2 separate regions of the Gossypium hirsutum genome follow, and region 2 is linked to region 1. The links are chromatin contacts, called in public Hi-C maps. All regions are on one chromosome and are shown on one strand. Each heading gives the region's core, a stretch centred on a gene start, on an enhancer-like site or on the middle of the called end of the contact. The rest is flanking DNA. Distances are from core to core; before and after follow the strand shown. Region 1 holds the start of LOC107897660 (protein HEAT INTOLERANT 4). Region 2 holds the start of LOC107897604 (shikimate kinase 1, chloroplastic).

What was found. A called contact is a pair of places that touch in the nucleus more often than the background predicts.
Region 2: a Hi-C map of leaf shows a contact between it and region 1, with 2.1 times the contacts expected there. The contact joins the promoter of LOC107897604 here to the promoter of LOC107897660 in region 1. A contact is called at or near these places in 2 of 34 Hi-C or Micro-C datasets (both in leaf).

Annotation. Positions count from the first base shown.
Region 1 is chrA11:38,230,638-38,233,794 of Gossypium_hirsutum_v2.1, reverse strand. LOC107897660 (protein HEAT INTOLERANT 4) reads right to left here and starts at 1,518. Exons shown (of 14, transcript XM_016823177.2): 1 at 1,070-1,518; 2 at 651-689; 3 at 494-547; 4 at 297-360; 5 at 1-21. The coding sequence starts at 1,252.
Region 2 is chrA11:38,749,576-38,752,732 of Gossypium_hirsutum_v2.1, reverse strand. LOC107897604 (shikimate kinase 1, chloroplastic) reads left to right here and starts at 1,442. Exons shown (of 12, transcript XM_016823123.2): 1 at 1,442-1,775; 2 at 1,933-2,158; 3 at 2,756-2,814; 4 at 3,047-3,101. The coding sequence starts at 1,939.

The sequences.
Region 1 (3,157 bases), core at 269-2,768:
CTTTGTAAGGGACCAATTGAGCTGCACAAATAGAAAACAATTAAAATTAAGTATGTAATTGTTGAACAAAAAGACAGGTCAGAGAAATTGAAACTACATGATGCAAGAAAGAAACTTATGAGAACTAAGGTCAAATTAAGAACCTAGGACAAGCATTCTTACTTTTCAGCACAGTAAAGTTAAATAACAATACAAGAGGTAAAGCATGCAACAGCATTTAAAAAAAAAAATATCACCACAAGTACCCGCAAAGTGTCCATAGAAATGTATAAAGTACGAGGACCGTGGCTACTTACGCTCTGTACAACCAAAGAGATAAACTTTCTTTCCATATAGTTTCCCCCCCTCTTCAAATGCATCCTGACCAGAAAAAGAACAGTAAAATATTCAGTTAGCTCTACACCAAGTTTCACATGATACAGGGAAAACAAAAGTAGCAAAGTAGCAGCTAAAATTAGAAAAGAGTTAAGGCAAAAAAGTTCTTGCAACTCACTTCTAAATTCGAAAAGTTCCAGTTGAATTGGTAAACAGAGTCCAGTTGATCCCACTTCCAAACAACAAAAGGAAAACGATATAAGCAACAGAACTTAAATTCATTTAAAAAACACTACCAAATATTCAACATTCAAATCGAAATTCAAAATTCCAACCTCTGTTCCAACAGGGAATGCAGCTTTCCATAAATCTTCCTGCGCAACACAAATCGACAATTTTCATCAAAACAAATTTAACAAAGCAAAACTTCACCCATTTAATTATCTAAATAAATAACATTTAAGTTCCAACCTCGAATCCATTAAACTCTACACTTCACATAAGAATGCGAAAGCTTATATAATAAAATTTTAAATTTAACCGCGGTGGTATCCAGAATTAAAAGCTCAAATTTAATTAGGAAAAAAAAGTCAATAGCGCCAAGAAATTAACCTTAAAACCTAATGTTTTAACCTCGTATCTATCCAGATATTCAATAAACCAAAACAGTGAAGTCATAAAAGAAAACCCCTAAAGGCAATCCAAAACAACAAATGTAAAACTTGGAGGGAAATGTAGAGAAAAATAATAATACCAAGTTACGCTTATCTTCGAAATACTCAGGCTCGGGCTGAGGCTTGGAGGTCTTAGCAAGCTTAGCTTTGGGAGCAGGTTTACGGTTGTTGTTGTTGAGATTCTCTTGCGAAGAAGACGAAGCCTTTACTTGCTTCTCCTCTTGCTCATGAGAAGCGGCTTTTCTCTTAGCTCCCTTCCTCATTTGGTTATTAAAGGGAAAAAGAAGAAAAGCACCAGCAACGGCAACGGCAACGGCAACGGCAACGGCAAAGCTGAGCCGAGAGAGGGAGAAAGAAAAAGGGGTGAGTGTGTAATTATGGGGGATGGCGGTGGATCCGGATTCAAAATCTATAGTATAGTATTTGGACAAAATTGAATATATGGGCGCTGCTGCCAGGGCGTTTTCTGAGCGTCAATCCAACGCCAATTTTTAGGTCTTTTTTTTCCCTTTTTGTCGTTTTGAGGGGGCAGGCGCGGGTATTGAAATTCACGGGCCTTTTTGAAACGTTTTCAAAAGTTTTGCCCAATGGGTAAAATTGAAAGAATATAAAGGAAACTACATCTAAGTCGAATATTAAAGGTAATTGAGCCTAATTTATTTATTGGTTTTTTATTTTTTTAATTTATATAATAAAATTATAAATTAAATCAAATATATAATTCGGTTCATTTCAAATAATAGTAATATTAGAAAACTCAAACCAGACACTACAATTTAAATAAATTTTCTATTTTTCAATTTTGTTCGGCCCTACTAGGGGAGACATCACTTAAAAATCCAATCCAACAAAACTTTCAAGTCAGATTAGCTGAATTAAAAAATAAACTAAATAGAGTGGTTTATTGTAAATGATTATTTGATTAAATCATTATAAGATAATATTAAATATATCATTAGTACATGCATCATTAATTAACCAAAACAAATCACCCTCGACGATATAGTTTCTTGATTTAAAGATTTAGAGTTTCCGTTTCTTCATCTTTAAAAATGATTTATAACTATTATTTCCCCGTCTTCTTTGTGTATTTATTGTACTACCATTTCCAGATTCAATGAATGTATGTATTAATTAGGTTATGAAATGCTATATGATGATGGGAAAGGTTCGGGATAATGTTTTCACGTATTTTCATTTTATTGTCATTTCCATTAATCCATTTCAACTCTTAATGATATAAGTACGAGAAAGTTTGAGATCAGAACATATTCAAGTCTAAAAAATTTGACTCTAATAGAATTCGTGTTCGATAAAGTTTAATCCGTAAAAATCTGAGTCTGAATGTTACGAGGCTAAAACTTTAGTCTGGCAAACCACATGGCCTTAGGCGATTCTTTTGCTTCAAATCCTCCCTAGTGTTTGAGTAAATATTCTCAAAAATATTTTATTACTTAAGAATCAACTGATTACAAATAAATGGGGTGACTTGATTTATAGTTGAAGCCTCTCAGATTTAGCGGTACAATTTAAATTAGATTAGCGGTCAAGATTAAAAACTTATCTACAAGATGAGAGTACATTATTATCCTTCAGGATTACAAAATATTCGTCTTGGTAAAATATAAATTACTAGAGTGTTTACATATTCTCTAGACTGAGTAGATGGGCTTTAGTCTCTCTAAGAAATAGGTCAATCCTGTCACATCGAATGACCTTAAATAAACAAAATGGATCATCAAATGGTGTCTTGGTCGTGGGCTCCTTCACGCGGTTCATGACATTCTCCACCATCTGTTCTCACGACTCCTTCATCGCGTCTGACCACCTCTAAACATGCAAACATTTAGAGTACAAAAATTGTGAAAATAAATAGATATAAAATTAAAGCGGCATCTGCAAGCGAACAGGTAAAATTGTAATATAGAAGTGTTACAACAGAACACCAGTAAGTATTCCAAGGATCATACCTAAGGGGTTGCAGATTGGAGAATTTTATCATTAAATTAATTACAGAAGATAATTAATAATCTAATCGAGTCACAAATTAGTAGTGTGAATCCAAATTAGAAGATTAATTAAATTAATTGCTCTAAATTGACCTAATAGAATTTCCTATTCCTAGTGCCGACAATGTGAGTTCTCGACCTATGATCGATTAACAGATA
Region 2 (3,157 bases), core at 193-2,692, 520 kb before region 1:
ACCAAAATACACTTAATGCCTTTCTTTAAAATTTTATCTCACCATGTCCATTTTTGTCCACTAACTTAACAAATGGTCTAATTATCATATAAGGACCTCTAATTTAAAATCTCATAGCAATTGGACATCTTTAGCATGTAGAACTCAACTTTTTCACTTTTTATAATTTAGTCCTTTTGGCTAAATTGAGTGCCCAAATGTCAAAATTTTTTAACAAGATTTTCATAGAATAGTTCCATAAAACTATAGACCATAAAAATATAATAAAATAAAAATATAATAAAAATGAATCTTTCTACGTCGGATTTGTGGTCCCGAAACCACTGTTCTGACTAGCCCTAAAATCGTGCTGTTACACTCCACCTCTCTATGAACGCGTTGATGAGTTTCGAATCCAACTTGTGCCCCCGGTCTATATTGGCCACGTGCCGAAAACCCACTTTTCTCAAGTAATTTTCTATCAACGGTGATGGAGGACCAGACATATTACGAATATAACATGTAACATCCGATTTACAGACTATTATAAAAAATTATAAAAAAATTAATTAAAATTACATAAATGAAAAAATATTAAATAATATTCAAAAATTGAAATTAACCCTTACTGTTTTCATTTGTTCGACGGAGATATGTTTATGATCTAGATGAATTAATTCCCTGGCTATTGCTAACACGATCAAATATCTTAGAAATTATAAAAAAAAAGAATACTAATTTAGAAAAAAATTAAAGGAAATAGTTAAGTAAAGCGAGCTTTGAGAAATTTAAGGAGAAATTGGAGAGCTTTTTTGAGAATTTTGGAAGAAATGTTTGTGTAAAAAAATAGGAAGGGGTTTTATAGTTTTTTTTTACTGTTGGACCCCCAACGATCAAAATTTTAAATGATTGTTTGGATGACCGTTAGGGGTAAAAAACACAGGCTAAAACACGCCCATAAGGGAGGACGCGTTTTCCTGACATGGCAAAAGCGCTCCCTAAAGGACGCGTTTTGCTGGAATTTTCCCTTAAAACACTTTTACGTAGACGTGCTTTTGTATTTTTAACCCATTCCGATAAATAATAAATAAAATGACCTATTTTTGTAAATAAAATAGGAAAATGCCTTTCTTAGGGTGAGTTTAGATGGGTGGTGCGTTTACCTGCGGTTAGTGTAAAAACAGCGGTGGCAGTGAGATTAGATACTGTAGCGATACTGTAGCATGAGATAAAAAGTAAGCTAAACGCACCGCACCGCCGCCCCAAACGAAGCCTTAGTAAAATGGTGATAATTTTTTTTATTTTGATTGTTATTTAAGTAAAAAAACATAGAAACATTTTTTTATGTAATATTGATTAAAATAAATTGTATTATTTATTTGTAGATTTCTGACCACAAAAACAGTAATTTATGAAATTAAAAACGTGGCAGCAGGAGAGTGAATAACAACTACCACAAGAATGAGCGCACGAAAGCAACCCCTCACCTCACCTTCTTCCTCTGAATGCTTGCTACCAACCCCTCCTTGCCGGGGGGAATTGGTTGGTGGGAATGCCCTTGCTTCCACGTCATCATTGTTTCACTGTTTAAATATAATAGAGGTATATATAAAATTTGTATACAGTTTCCATACTCCAGTCGCCGCTTTAAAATGATTCCTGCCAGAAAGAGCAAACTGCATTTCTAAAGATATTACAGTAATAGATTATGATAAACGAGCCTTCTCTGCTTTAATACAAAGTCAGAGAGCAATATCCCTTCACGAATTTCATTTTATCTTTATTAATTAATTGAGGTAAGTTCATAAGTTTTGCTTGAAATTTCTGTTGTTAAAGTTTCATTAGCTTTATTATTAACTAATTTCTGCATAAATTTCTCTTGAATTAATTAATAAAAGAAAAACTGAGAATTTTTATTTTTGAAAATTTTATTGAATCGGGGGCGGTTGGAAGCTGAAAATGGAGGCAGGAGTTGCATGCAAGTGGAATTATCCGACATGGATTGAGTCGGAAAGGTTTGGGAGAAAATCGACTGGTTCTTTGCGGTTCGGTCGGATAGCAAAGCAAGAACACAAGACCCGGGTGGTTGTTTCGGCCCGCTTTCCGGTTCAGACATCTTCCAATCGACATAGATCAGTCTCTTTGGAGGTTTCCTGCTCTTCCTATACGAACTTTTCAGGTGAAACAAAATTGATATGCCAATTTTATGACTGTTGTAATTTCGTTTATCATTTTTGTACAATTGATTCATTTATTAAAGTCCTCTCTCTTTCCAATCTTTTTAATGATATGTTGGATTGCGAAAATTTAAGGTAAAATTGGAATAAAAGAATAGCAACGTTTTAAAGGAAAATAGACAGGAAAGAAACTTTGGCTACTTTTGCACATAACACTATAAATTTACTATTGACCTGATAGTAAATTCCATTGTTTTTTGATGTGCGGATATGACGCGGGGTTTTATTAAATTTCCTAATATAACCATTTGTAATACTTGGAGCATAGATCAGAAATCATTTTGTCTATGCCTTCTGTCAAATGTCAGTCTCCTTTCATGTTCTCACTTTTCTGCTAAGTTGTACCATTTAATCTTGGTTGAATTTCATGTTGTTTTACCATAGGATGAAACTAGCATGTTTTGTTCATGTTGAGATTATCCAAAGTGAGAGCAGTACTACTCAGACCCTAGGTGGCTAAATTGTTCTTGAGAATTTAAAATTTTATCACACATATGATTGATCCCTATGATGTTATGTTTTAAAATGTTATTTCGCAGCTTCAACAATGGAAACTGGAAGCATTCATGCACCTTTTGATGAAGCTTTAATGTTAAAGGTATGATAAAATTCCCTGTAATTATTTTAATCTTTGGTTTATAAAGTATGATATGGTGATTAGATACCTCCTTTTTTTTTTTAATCTCTTCCATTTAGTGTTTTGGCATCTATTTCCAGTGATATTTTAGTTTTTAGTTAAGGCCTCAAACACTGGAAAGAGAAGCTAACTTGTGCTGCATCTGAGATTTGTTCTGCTGCTGTATCTTACATTATGTGAATAAAATTTGCAGAATAAGTCACTAGAGGTTGAGCCATATTTAAATGGGCACAGTATATATCTTGTTGGTCAGTTTCTTTTGTCCAAGTTTTCTAAGTTTGTGCTGTCAAAGATTTACTTTCTT